Linked DNA regions of Oryctolagus cuniculus: region 2 is linked to region 1. A link is a contact called in public Micro-C data. All regions are on one chromosome and are shown on one strand. The core of a region is the stretch at or near the end of the contact, and the rest is flanking DNA. Distances in the headings are between cores, read along the strand shown. Region 1 holds the start of SCN3A (sodium voltage-gated channel alpha subunit 3). Region 2 has its middle 56 kb from the start of SLC38A11.

Region 1 (7,306 bases), core at 4,794-7,293:
TTGGGCCATCCTCCACTGCCCTCCCGGGCCACAGCAGAGATCTGGACTAGAAGAGGAGCAACCGGGACAGAATCCGGTGCCCCAACCGGGACTAGAACCCAGTGTGCCGGCGCCGCAGGTGGAGGATTAGCCTAGTGAGCCACAATGCAGGCCAGATTTGAATAATTTTTAGCATCATGCAATTCTTGTTGCATTTTTTATTAAAATTTTGTTTTTAATATTTAATTTTTAGGCAATTTGTTAACATTTTGCCACATTCACTTCATATGTAAATATTATATTCATACACATTCATGCTATTTTTCTTGATACTAAAGATATTAATGCTACATAAATATTCATGACAAGGATCATACAGTGGGGAAATACAGGTATATTATTGTGTAAAGGACATAATTCAGTGAACACTACATTTATAACCATGTGTATACAAATAATACGACATCTACTCATATTTCAGTACTCTTTCTATATATTTTAACTCCCATATATGAAAGAAAACATTTGAAATTTGTCCTTGTGTATCTGGCATATTTTACTTAACAAAATGATCTATAGTGTCATCCATTTTGTTGCAAACATCAGGTTCTCATTCTTTTTATAGCTGAGTAATATTTCATTGTGTTTATACTGCATTTTCTGTATGCATAGCCTTTATTTATTTAAAAAAAGAGAGGGAGGGTGAGAAGGAAAAGAGGGGAGAGAGATTCCATTTACTCATTCACTCCCTAATGCCTGCAACAGCTGGCACTGGGTCAGGCCAAAGCCAGTGGCCAAGAACTCCATCTTGGTCTGAGTACTTGAGTACTGAGTACTTGAGTCATAGTTAGCTGTTTTCCATGCTAGTTAGCTAGCATGTTAGCTAGTTAGTTTCCATAGTTAGCTGTTTTCCAGGCATTACCAGGAATCTGGAACTGGGAGTGAGACCAGGACTCAAACTCAAGTACTCAGATATGAGCTGTGATTGTGCTGAGTGGCCCTTCACCACTGCCGCAAATGCCTGCCCCAAACTTTTACTTCTCTGTACCAAATTTCCCACCTGAAAAATATGTAAAATGTTTACACTTCCCAGCTTTGAAACATGCTGCAAAGGAGAAAGATGCAATGATTGTGAAAGTATTTGTTATCTTTTGTAACAAGAAGACCATTTATACTTTTTAATAAATTATGATACCTTACATACTAGAAATTGGACGAAAGTGAGTTAGACTCAGAATTTACCATTAGGGGATTACAATCTAAAGTAGAATAGTCTAGTGTAAAGATAACAGAGTAATGTAACTTAATTCTTGTTTATTTAACATAAATGCACGCACAGTGGCAGGGAACATTGTTTTCAAGCAGACTGAAGACCGGGCATGTAAGATGAGATTCAGTTTGAATGAGGTCTTTGGTAGAATTGGGAGTCAGGATTGACTCAAACTAGAAGGAACCCATTTTAGACTCAACTTAAAAAGTGAACAACTAGGGGATAAGTAAGCACCAGTGTATAAAGGTACGTGTTCAATATGCTTTACTATCTTAAATTCTTTTTTAAAATTTATACTGAAAATTCTCTAATATATAAGTGCACAAGATTCAATCAGAACAGAAATATGCAGACAGTTCCATGCATTCCACCCTACATTCCCTCTCCCTCCATTGAAGTGTGGGGTTTGTAAAATCTGAAATCGTAGTCCACATACAAAACATATCCACAACATAAATGTTTGGCTCAATGAATTACCGTGAAGTGAACTCCTATGTAACCACCCCTCCCCCAGTCAAAAAATAAGATCACACCAGTCCATAAAACATCCTCTGTCTCAGCCAATCTTTGTGAAAGATGATCTTATCTTAAAAGAAACCATCATACTTCTAAGACTAGAATCCATTTAACCTATTTAAATGTAGTAGTTGGATTCATGTTTTGTTTGTGTGTCTACCTTCTTTCTAGGCTGCATTGCAATCATGAAATCTATTGCTTTTACGTGGGAAGCTACATTTCCTTCATCTGCCTCTCTCTGCAATATTATAGATCAAGTATATACCATGCCTTTTATAATCCATTTTATTAATAGCTATTTAGGTTCTTTCTCATTTGAGTTGCTTTGAATAATTCTGCAGTGGACATTCTTGTATACACATACATGTCTGCCAAGTACATTCCTAAGAGCCACACTTTCTGGCTAATCAGGTATGCTTATTTGTAGCTTTAGCTGTTAAGGTTTTCCAAAAGAATTGCACCAATTCGCATTCTCACTTTTAGTATGGGAGAGTTTCTGTAGCTCCAGGTTCTCATCCATACTTAGTGTCATCAGCCTTTTGCAGTTTTGCTGTACTGGTGGGTGGATAGTGGGGTTTTATTAGCTCAGCATGACAGTATGTTCCTATTACACTCTGCGTGGGAAACCAAATGATCTAGGACATAAGAAAGTGGGGCCTGGGTTTGGGATTTTCTTTCATAGAGTGTATTGATGTTCTGAAAAAGCATTACTATAGCTGTTACCCACAAAATTTCAGGAGTCCTTGAGGATCCAGGGGCTGAAAAGATGTAGAGGTCAATTCAAGGCCTAACTGGAGGCTATCAGCTCTACTCTGTTCTGAATTTCTGTAATTCAGACAAGGCGTGTTTTCTCAGGACGGTCAGATGTCACAAAGATGCCAGGTGCTGTACGTTTATAATCAGTGACTGTTTCACCTGAAGCTTTTCCAGGATCCACTTACTGAAGATCTGAAAATTACCTGTCATTCCATCTGCAGAAGCAAAGTGCAAAAGCCATAATAATGTTAGAACCATAACAAATAACCTTGCTTTTCTGGTCACTTTTCCTTTTTTCTATCTTTTTATTTACGATGACAAATGCTGCCCACATAAAATGAGTTTCTTTAGCAACACAAATTAAAGGTTTGTTTGCTGGCATTTTTTTTTCTTTGCTGTGGGTACATTGACAATAATTTGCATTTGTTGTTTTTTAAGTCAATTATGATTAAAATGTAGCAGGATATCACCTTTACAAAATTGGCTCAGGCCCTCCAATCAGGAGTGACTACACTATCGGGAAACTCCTTTGGGTATCTGGATACCAAAAACTGGTCATTAAGGTTGATACACCACTAAGTATTATGATTAGAAATGAAATTAGTGCGGAATTCTAGGTAATAAACATTTAGCTAAGCAGTTGTGAGCAAGGTTAATTTGCCTGTGACTCTAGGAGAAAAATATTAGATGTCTGTACATAGAAAAAATCAAACAAGGAAATGTCACAACATTTCAATGAATGTGTGAGGGGCTGTGGTTTAAGTTAGTGGAAATTTATTTCCTTTATCTCCTTCAGCACCTGGTAAATATTTGAATCAAAGGGCTTATCTTATTCTACTATTACTGTCCGTGTGTTTTGATGATACATGAAGTGCTAACCAACATGCTTTTTCATCGTTTGTATTTCATTCCTTCTTCATTAAAAATATGAATAACATCGCCATGGGTAAAGGTTGAAGTGCCTGGCACAGAGTACAAGTAAGTGTTAGTCTGGTAGTACTTTTAGCACTACTGAGTTTCTTCACTATTACAGAAATCTCTTCTCCCAACTCCCTTCCCCTCTATTCTACCCTGCTCTTCCAACTTCTGGCCAGATATCAAGGCTACTATTGTCTAGGTGGGATTGACATTGTAAACAGACAAAGGAATCATCAAAGTCTCATGCTTTACATTTAAAAGATTTTAATTTTTAATGTTAGGGGTTGAATTGTGCCCAACATCAAAGAAAAGATATGTTGGAGTCCTAAACCCTAGTAACTTAGAATATGCCCTTACTTAGAAATATGGTCTTCACAAAGCTTAATCTGCTAAAATGCTGTCACTAGGGAGAACTCCCAACCTAAAATGACTCTGTACTTAGAAAAACAAGACCTGTAGACACAGAGACCGTGTGAAGAGACACAGGGAGGGCACCACAGGAAGACAAAGACAGAAACTGGAATTACTGCCACAAGCAAGGAAATGGAAAGAGGCAAGAAGGAGTGACCCTTCCCTTGTGGGTTTTGGAAGGAGCATGGCCATGCCACGCCCTTGATCTTCAACTTTCTGGCTCCAGAACTATGAAACAATCAATTTCTGTTGGTCTAAGCCTACCATAGGTGCTTCATTAGTGCAGTCATAGTAAACAGACACATTTGGTGCAAGGAAGAAAAAGTCAAGAGAAAAAAATTCTGTTCCCTCTTGATTGCTGGCCCAGAAAAAAGAGATAGAAGCAAAACACTATTGTGGCTGGAAAGGAAGTTTGAGAGAAAGTAAGGGAACCCACTCAAATGGAATCTCTAAGAAGGGTCCCCTATATAATTTGCCAACCCAGTTTGCACAGAAAAGGTGGGAAGATGAGAAGTCAGAATATTTTAATGCAACATGGACTGTGCCTCTGTAGCCTGAAGCCCACAGAGTGCTGATATCCCAAGGGATAGGACCAGTAGAACAGACATGGCTCTCTGGAGTGCTTAAGGCCTGGAAGGGTGTTTGCACCATCCAGCTGTAGCGCAAAGCGACTCTGTGAAGATGCTACTTGTTTATTTCCCTCCTCCACCAAGGACAGCAACAAACTTTACCTGGGAGAAAAGGCTGAGAAAACTGTAGACGGCTAACAGTCATAAAGAGAAGATGCTACCATGCAAAGCCAGATGGACTGGAATCCTGGCGTCAAATGAGGACATGGGAACTCAGTAGATGTGGAGCGATGGTGATGCCTCCAGGTCAGACAAGCTTCCACACCTCAGTGGAGGCTCACCTAGAAGACAGCCAGCCAGATCTAGCCTCTGCTCTGTTCACATAAGTAAATATTCCTGAACCTAGATTGTCTCCACGAGAAGCAGAGCTGGAAGAAGAACATTATGCACTGGTTTATCATAAACCTGCAGTCCTTGAGAAAGGTCTCAAGTGATTCAGCTTACTTGAATTGAATTAGATTTATTTTCTGCCATCAGACAAAGTGAGGGCTGTAATTAAAAACTAAGCAAATGATATTGCTTAAACACATGAATTGAAAATATTGTATCAGTGATATTTATCTTTTTTGTAAAAAACTTCTTAATGACAGACATGTTTGTTTCTATCTTTGCCTTCGGAGCTAACAATGCTTGACGTCATACTGTCCATCATACAGCTGCTTCATAAATATGAACATATTTAACTCTTGATAAACTAATAAAATTAGTTATTTTCTCTAAAGTAAATATGAGCAGTCTAAAAGTAACAAAAATAGCACTTTGAGAAATCTTTTAATAGTTATTTTTATTTTGCTGTATATTGTATGCTTTGATATCCTTACAAACAATACATTTTGAAGTATTTTAAAGATTTATACACATAATATACAACCATTGACTTGAATTGTCTCCTGTAAGATGAATTTCAACTGTTCCACATGTTATACACAAACGCCATTTAAAATTTAAAATTTAAAGATCTAAATTATCCTGGTTTCAGTACAGCATAGAATATTTTTCCACATCCACACGTTATTTTTTTCAGATGTTTTACCGGGAAGCCACACAGAATGTCCATCAGTGAGCCTGCACTACATGGTTCTCCATAGAGTACAATCTTAGTTGCTTTGACAAAACAGCCCACGAGGAGAAAATATTTTCAGATGAGAACAAGTCACAAGAGACATTTTACAAAACTCCACGGGCAAGGCATAAGATAATCTAAAATGCTAATTTTTTGAAAATAATTAATAGTTTTTTTTAAAGTTTTAGTAGTTTACTGGTGAAACTACTGCAAATTTATAAATTGTAGAAAAAATCTTAATGAGATACCAATGACTAAGTGTGCCGAAGGCTCCCTTTGTGCATATACTTCTGTAGCAGGTAGGCTGCCTCTGTTTAGTATCTCGGGAAATCATACCCCAGCACCTTTCTCCCTCTCAGAGTACTTTCATGATTAACCATGGTTCCACACAGGTTTAACCTTCTTCCCTGTGACTGGGTAAAGGCGAATGTTTTTCCTGTTGGTCCATTTTGTCTGTCTGCCAGTAGGTGGCGCGGTACTACGTTGAGTGCCGCCAGACTTTTTTTTTTTTTTTTTTCCTCCTGAAAGCTGTTTTCTGATATATGTTGGGTACCATAGAGTGAATCTCAGAACAGGAAGCGGAGGCATAAGCAGAGAGGATTCTGGAAAGGTCTCTTTGTTTTCTGGTCCACAGACAAAACAAGAAAAAAATTGTAATTAATATGTAAACCTCTCTAGCCAAAAATCTGAACTGCAGGGGAAGGCACATTGTACTCTGACCATCTTGGATGCAGGGCTTTGTTATGCTGTGATTCGTAAGGCTCTGCCTTATCAGGTAAGCTGACAAAACATTTCATTATTTGTACCATAGACTCCAGCTGCCGGGACATTTTAAAATCCTTTTCATGCTATTGTTTTTAGCCTAATGTTGTTTGAATGTAAATTACAGGAACGGAAGGCATCATTTGATGTGTAAACTGCTCACTATTTCTTTATCTTTCAAAGGAAATTGAGCCTCTGTCTAGAAATGGTGACTTAGAGTACAGAGGAGGCACTAATGATCTTGTGTTTGTGAAACATGCGGATGCTATGATCCGTTCTTTTCAGAGATAATATTTTTATTATATTTGAAGCTAGCCTAATGAATTCCATGTCTTGTATATTATCTATTTAAATGTCCAGTGTTTCCAGTAATTTTTGGCATAAATGTGTAGTGAGATTGGAACTATCTTTTCTGTGCTGTGGTCTTTCATTTAAGAGCTTTGGAGAGGCCATGAATATTGGGAGTCATAACAATATAGAGGTGTTTAGCTATTGGAAATACAATATAATTTTTCCCTAAAAATCTTTTCATAGAGGGAAAAAAATCACCAACGCTAACCATTCAAAGAAATTTAACTTTCTAATATAAATGATCCTTATATGCTCTATAATGTGCTACTTCTTTTTAATATATTCATCTCATATTAAATTTTTATCTTCAATGTATTGATTTAAAGAGTATTTTATCTTCTTGATGAATTGTCCCATAAGCTGATTCCTGCATATATTTTCTATGTAGATTTAATAGAGGTTATTATCATCATTACTATAATTATTAATTATCAGGAACAAAATAACCCCAATAATTCATTTCATGTATTATCTAAATTTCTATAGTTGTCTTTCAAATATTTTGTAGCATACACATAATTTTTTCCCTTAGCAATCACATGCTTAGAATAAGAAATTTTTGACAGGAAATCTATAGTAATAATTAAAATACAAGTTAGAAAAATCATAGCTTTTTGTACATACACAACAGGTAGTGTAATGCAGCTTATG
Region 2 (7,710 bases), core at 3,687-6,186, 170 kb after region 1:
TCCGTTGCTTTCCCAGGCATATTAGAAAGCAGCTGGATCTGAAGAGGAGCCAGGACTCAGTCTAGTGCCCATAGGGGATGCTGCCATCACAGGAAGCAACTTAAACCCCTGTGCCACAATGCTGGGCCTAATCAATATATTCAATATATTCTGAGTCCCAGTCTCGAAGCACAACAGCTTTTGATCTATTGAGATTGAGATTTCTCTGTGTGGTGGAATGAGAAGGCCATGCCAGGATGGCCGCTGGCAAGCACGTGTCAGTTACTCAGGAATGGCTTCAGAACCCACCTGGCAATGCAGCCTACCTGGCAACAGGCTGTGATGGTTAGGGCATAAACTGCCCCTTGACCGGATTGGCTGCCTCGGCTATATAAGCTGCTATACCAACTGAAAAAAATGAGTCTATGAGCTGATCACCTCTGGCCTGCATTCACCCGACTCTCAGTGTCTGTGTGGTGACCCCACGCCTCTTGCCCCCACCACGCTTCTCCTCTCAGAATGAATCTACCTCAACACCCCTGCACTGAAGAGAGACCTTCTAACTTCCAGTCCCTAGACTCTGGTTCTTTTCACAGTGGAGTCAGGAACTTTACAAGCCACAGAAAGGCTGATACAGTGGCCATGGGCCATGCACAGGTCATAGTTTTCAGTGGTACCAAGGGGTTCCATCTTGACATGTAAATACAAGCTGCAACATGTTAAGCGAGGAAATACTTCATCACTCTCCTTCTGCCTGATACACCCTTTCTATCTCGACTACCTTTCCAATGTGTGTTGTGAAGGGAAGGTGGGCTGTGATTGAGAAAAAGACATTAAAATGGCAATTTAGTTTTGTCTCATTTTCTTGTGGGTCCAGCCTCAATGGGCTGTGTGTGTATGGAGGGAAAGAGTGACAGGGAGACTTGAAGGAGAAAAAAATATTGTTTTTCTATTCCTTTCAGGTAAATTAAAAAAAATAAAATAGCATAAGATTAGAAACTTATTTTCTGCACTTGCAAAATCCCTTTCCATGGTTCTTATAGTTCCTGAAAATTCCTCCCAGATGTTGGCATGAGGTTAAATGTCAGTTTCACATTGTGGATGCATTGTGAGAATTCCCCTGTACCTGTACCTTCAAAGGTACTGAGAATTCAAGAGGGGCTCCTGTGAGCACTATCTAGAGATCTTTAAAATAAGAATGCACAAAAAACTCAACAGTTCAAACAGCTAATATTTTAAAGAAATTCTTGGTAGTAAGTATATAAAGTATTTCTCATTTAATTTTGTCCATGATTTTTTATTAGTCTTTGAAGTTCAATAGAATAACTCACATTGCATTTGAGCTTTGGTGTTGCTGCATAGTCTCTGAACATGCTGAGCTAAATAATTTACATATTACCCTAAATAGCATCAAAGATTCATGAAGCACTTTGAGGGTTGTTCAAGCAGTTTATCTGACATAGCCAGCTTGCTGTTGATTTTAACACCCTTGCTGAATCACCCCATTGTAATTGGGTTATCTGAAAATCATAATAATGACATTTCACTCTGCTGATGTTTTTAGTAGGACAGTCCAATCAAAATAGCTGCCTTCTACATTAAAGGATGGTTCCCCAACACTACTAAATTTGAGCTAACCATAATAAACCAGCACAGACAGAGTCACCATAAGTAGACTTCAGGGGTTATTTTGCATTGGCAGGAGATGATCTAACATGACATTTCCATCTCTGCTATTACAAATAAAAAATTTGCATATTATACTTGTGGATTCTGAAACAAATTCAATTTAAAGGCTAACCATAACTGGAAATGCTATGCTATGAACTACTCTAATTTCCTTGACATTCTCAACAATTCAGCCTAAACGCTTCCTCTGAAGTATTATTGTGTCTTTTTCTCAGTCAACAGCACCTAGAACACTACTGTTGTAATTATCTTCTGATGAATCTTCCCCTTATGGAAATCACATTCAGACACCTAAATTTGAATATCAGGGCATATTATTTAAACGCCTTTGCTTCCTTGTGAATCCTTGTGTGATGCCCTCCTGGCTGAGACTAGATAGCATTTTTCTCAACTTTTCATTTCTTGATCATGAAGCTTCCATTAACTGAATTTTCAGTACCTCAACCAGGAAAATGACATCAATCAAAAGAAGTCTGTGAAAAAGGCTTTAATTCTCTCTTCTCTTAATCTAATTGATTGACATGTAAATGAGATTAAAAAAAGAATAACAAAGGCACATAGATAAACTGTGGTCAGTACAGCTTTAATCTTTCTAATGAGTAAATGGAATGAAAATTCAATAACATAATATACTTCCAGTGATCCCCAGGCAGGTATAAAATGCAAGTTTGTGCCAGAAATTTCAAGGAATTTTCCATTTCATATGAATAGTGATACACAATAAAGTTTACTTATCCACACAATAGCCAACCAGATTTTTTTATATTCAACTTAAAATCTGTCAGGACTTCTTTTAGCATATGAGATAAACTGAAACTCCTCATCACAGTCCCAGAGGTCCTTAATGACACTAATCTTGCTTATTTTTGTGGATGTTTCCTTGCAAGTCCAAGGATTTACCTTTTACTTAATCCATATCAAACCCATAACATTTCAAAACACACCCTGTTCTTTTTGTCTCTGCTGTCCCATTTCCCTAATAAACTGCTTCTTTTGTTGACCTGGCATAATCCTGCATATCATTCAAGATGCAATGAAAATGTATTTGTCACTATATACATTTTCTTGGCAACACCATTTGACTTCCCTTTATGTACATTTCCTCTAATGTCTTACCTCCATATTCCTAGGAAAGTTGGCTTATCTTTCTTTAAGGTCCCAGAGAGCCATGTGCAAACATTATTTGCTGCACAAATAACACTGTATTAGAGTTAACAGTTTATAAATCTGCTGTTTCCATTGGAGGGTGTGTTCTCTATGTGAAAAGAATGCATCTAACTTTTTCTCAGAGTACTCGGCAAGTGATGGAGTAGTAGTGCTTTTTCTTTTTATTTGCTTACTATCCCCCCTCTGCAGCCAGCAGCACTACCACTCTCACTCCCTCACTCTTTCAGTCATTTCGAACTGCCATTTTCATTCATTTCTCTGCTCTCATGACCACCAGTTTAGATTCTCCAGTGAGTATGTGACTGAAGTTAACTGTCCATTTTGTTCCTAGAGTACATATATTGGTAAATTAAGAGCCTTTCCTTTCTGTCTATGCTAGCAAGACAGGATCCAGGAAGCCCTGGGTATAGACACAGATAAAGGCAGTTTAAGAGGCTGACACATGAAGGGAAAACCTGAAGGAGGGAGGGAAAGAAGCATCCTAGTGGTTTTAGACATTCAGCTCTACATGGACAAACTTTCTGGCTCAAGCTGGTTCAAAACTGGAGTTCCGTCACTGTCAGAATATGCTAGCTAAAAAAGATTAAAATCAACAAATGCTTCTCGATTTTCCATAGCCATTCTGTGTCCCTCCTCACCCTCATGGTGCAACAAATGCAAGTTCGATGATTGGAAAAAGAAAGAAGGAAGAAAGAAAAATTAAAAATTTAAGTGGCTTAGGAATTCCTTTCAACCTCACCAAACCCACTCAAGGATTCAAAAGTTTGTGAACTTAATAATCAGAATTATTGGTGTTGGGGACAATCCTTTGTCAGATCGCCTATATCTAATTAGAAAAAAATAGAACTTCATAATGAACACAAGGACCTACTATTTAAATTATACAATAAGTACAAGAGAATTTTAAAACTCCTTAGTAAAATAAGCACATTTTTCTAATTATTTAAACATTTAAATCTTCCAGACTTAAAAAACAGATAGATCAAAATCTGACTTTGATAACTATTTGTCACGTGCTCCCCAAAGTCTGTGACACTCTTACAAGATGAAAAAATAAAACCAAATTGCAAAGTAGGAACTAGAAAGTGACCAACAATTTAAAATTTTAATACAAAAGTTTCTTATGTGGGGCCAGCATTGTGGCACAGTGAGTTAAATTGGGATTTGAGACACCCACATCCCATTTCAGGGTTCCAGTCTCACTCCTACTTCCTACCCAATTTCTTGTTAATTCTTACCCCAGGAGGCAGCAGGTGATAGCTCAAGTACTGGGACCCCTGCCATTCATGTAGGGTTAAGTGATTGACTCCTGGCTTTAAGCTGGTTGAACCCTATTGTTTGGCATTTGGAGAATGAATCAACTCATGGAAAATCAATCTCTCTCTCTCTCTCTCTCTCTCTCTCTAACTCTCTCTCCTCTTCTCCTCATCTCTCTCTTTCTATCACTTTGCCTTTCAAAAATAAATAAGCTTAAAATCTCTTAGAGTCTAAGGATATTTTTCAGCTGTAAGAGATAATTATTCTATAATGATTGTTGAAATTTTAGTCTAGTAAGCCACACATAGAGTTTTCAGAAATGCACAGATAGCACAACTTGTCCACACTCTGTTTAGAAAATAACTATATTCTTTAAATATTAGCCCTTGAAATTGAAAACCCATTATATTTTATCATTATGTAATATGTACTAAGTGCAGCAGACAAGGTACTGGATAGACGCTGCAGACTCAAAGTAATTTTTCAAATGGAAATTAATTCAGCAGTCTAGGGAAATACTATCACAAACAATGCCCTGCTGAATCTCATTAAATCAATTTGCAAAGGCATATGGGTGGAAAGGTAAAAATAAATCAATAAGATTAAAAAGGGAGTATATTGCTTTGCAGAAAAGAGAGAGGAGTTATAGCTTCTCGTTGCTAAGTGACAGTGTTTTAAGAAGGAATTATTTGTCTCCCTTATAGGATAAGGCAATTTTTAAGAGTAGAGCAAAATATTGTTTGCATATGGCCCAATTTACACAAACGGCATTCCCCTCAACAAGACCTCACTCCATTTTTAAAGAGGGAGATGAGCTTTCACTGGAGGAGCCATTGCCTAGCAACAAGATGCTAAGAAGGCAAGCTGGGCTGAGTCCTCTCTAGAAAGAGCTCCTCCTCTCTCCCCACCCTGCTGCAAGCTGCACTGACCTCCAGCACAGACAAATGCCCTTGAGAGAATCACCTTAACAACCAGAAAGCTGTAGAGTTTTGCTAAGATCACTAGGAAGGTTAAGCTTCTTTTGTTTCCCAACAGATACAGGATGCCCCCTCCATGCTCAGCACTACACAAAGCATCTTCTCAAATAGGCTTCTATTTCTTTTAAGCTCCTGACTTTCATCATAATAGAATCATAGGACTGACTACCTGAGGAGCTACAAACCTAAGGTTTATCTGGTCTTCCCTAAGACTGTCAAATGAGAATTGATCTCCATCATTCTATGTCTAGCTTCAAATATCAAACTCCTACCCTGATCCGAAAACAGGAAGGTGACAAATCCTCTGTTAAACTTCACCGTTTGAATGATTCTCAGATCTCACTGCCACTTTCACTACCTTGATAAACATACCAGTTTTTTTTTCTTTTTTTTTTAAATTGGGTCCTTTCTAAATACATACTACTTGATGCTAGAGATAAATTAAGAATGAGACAGAGTTCCCATAGAAGCCTATAGTGCACAATCAGAGTGAGTAGAGGCACAGAATGGCTATGGAAAATTGAGAAGCGGGAGGGAAGGTTGCCTGGTGGTGAGACTAGAGGAGCCTGCTGCAGTGCATCAGGGAAAGGGTGGGTGTGGCTGGAAAGTGAGCTGCCATGGGGGTGTGGAAAAGACAACCCAGGGCAGAGAGAACAAAGGCACTGTCACCACACTGGAGAACATGTCTCTCTTTCCTTGTAATTCAATAGCAATAATTGCTTATCTTGGTGTTTAAATCTATTAAACAACTTCTTTTTCAATCTAAGATACAGCTAAAGACAGTACATAAACATAATAAAAACTATTGGAATTTCACTCATCTTTTATTCAAATTACATTTAATCCAAATGTCTTTCCATATGTATCAAAACAGGGCATCAGGGCTTGGACTAGGCTGAAAATAATTATCCTTAAGGATACAAGACAATATAATAGAGTAAATGCTAAATAAAGTCTTTTTTCAAGTTGAAACTACCAAGAAAAAGTAGAAAATGTTTTATGATTACACCAGATCCAACTCTTGTGAAAGCTGGTATTCACACGTTATCTATTCTTAGATGCAGGTTTGATTTTCTTTTAAAGAAGAAGAGCAGGCAAATCAATAGACTGAGGTTGTTTAAAAAAGATAAAACATGTGATTTAATTTTTGAAAAGATGTTTCTGAAAACACTACGCCCAAAATTAGAGTTTCAGGAGCCTCTGATACACTATTCAGGGCCTTCTACTCTACCTCTCTGCTACCCTCATGTGGGAACACGGAGTATAGCCTCACAGAAAATGATGTCTGCACAAAACAACCCACAGCATCTCCAGCGTAGAACTGCGAAGGGGGAGAGATGACGTGACAAGTACAAGCCCTTCTCAGATTCCAGGAATCTGGGATTTGTTGTGACTCAATCGCTGTGCAGATGGATTTCTATTGAATAATATTTTCAGGCTTTGTTTCAAAGGCAGGAGAATTTTTCCAACATCAAATGAGAGCTCAAAATATATATTTAGAAATAGGAAGGATGAGGAAGTGAGGTTTAATTGGCTAATTAAGGCTCCAACTTGCACCATTGTGGAACGATTATTGCTCAGCCAAGAACTAAGTCTCCCCCACCCCCACTCCTCACCTGAGAAGGGTTGCACCGTCCTTTCCTAGAGTAATGATGTACATCAGGGACTTCCTCTAGCCTTCCTGGTTTATTGAAGCCAAATATACCCATTTAAAAATTAATATTCCCTTAAATTAAAATATAATACTCCCTTAAAATTAAGCAATTTTGGTCAAGTTGTATCCCATATAAAATGTAAAATTTCTTTTTGAGCTAACTTTTCTAGAGTCATCTTCAAATATGCCAGTGTTTTCTCTTTCTGTTCTATTCCATTCCTTAGAGTATGAGTAGACTCATAACTTTATCATCACACATGGTGATTCTCAAATGGCTCCCCAGATTCTCTTTCAGCCAGGCATTAATCTTGAATGACTCACCACAATCTCAAAGAGACTATTTCATCCTCCCCCAAAACCTACTTCTATGCTGGTTTTTCTATGCTCTTGGGTCGTCCATCATTTTTTCATGCATAACATCCAAAATTTATCTTTTGACCTCTCCTACTCTTTCTTCCACATTCATTTTCCAACTACTAAACACCAAGATCCCTGCTGTGGGCTTATGATACATCAGAGGAGGCTCCTGTCGAAAAGTAGATGCTTAATAAATATCCATAGGATGATGATTCAATGACTGCAAAGAAGGAGAGGAAAATGTATATATTAGGCAAATCATAATTTTGAACAAAGGCTAAAATGATAAGTGTTCTGCAATAGGGAAATGGAATGTAATCCATGTAGGAGGACAAAAGTTACAGGCTTCTGTGAAGAACTGACTTTCAAACTAACCTGTTATAAGAAATCAGGGAAAGTGGAAATATCCTAGGCAGAGAGATTCATCTGTTCTTAAATTCTGTGATAGGGAGGCATTGATAATTTTCATAAAATTACAACATTGGTAGGGGAGAAAGAGATATAAGGTGATGAAGAAGTGGCCAGAGTGCAGATCTGGTCAAAGTCTCTTCACCTGTTGGCCTATTTGTTACTGGTTCTCTTTCATTTTTAAATGAGTATGAATGTACTTTCCTAGGAAGTACAGATGCA

Evidence for each region. A called contact is a pair of places that touch in the nucleus more often than the background predicts.
Region 2: a Micro-C map of ear pinna shows a contact between it and region 1, with 7 times the contacts expected there. The contact joins the enhancer-like site here to the promoter of SCN3A in region 1. A contact is called at or near these places in 3 of 6 Hi-C or Micro-C datasets (ear pinna, liver and an unstated tissue).

Annotation. Positions count from the first base shown.
Region 1 is chr3:76,247,798-76,255,103 of mOryCun1.1, forward strand. SCN3A (sodium voltage-gated channel alpha subunit 3) reads left to right here and starts at 6,044. Exons shown (of 28, transcript XM_070070740.1): 1 at 6,044-6,317.
Region 2 is chr3:76,418,240-76,425,949 of mOryCun1.1, forward strand. No RefSeq gene overlaps it. Among named protein-coding and RNA genes, the nearest start is that of SLC38A11, 56 kb to the right of the region's middle. Within about 2 kb of position 4,937, at least 2 of the 8 cell types and tissues checked have an H3K27ac peak or open chromatin away from gene starts, as enhancers often do.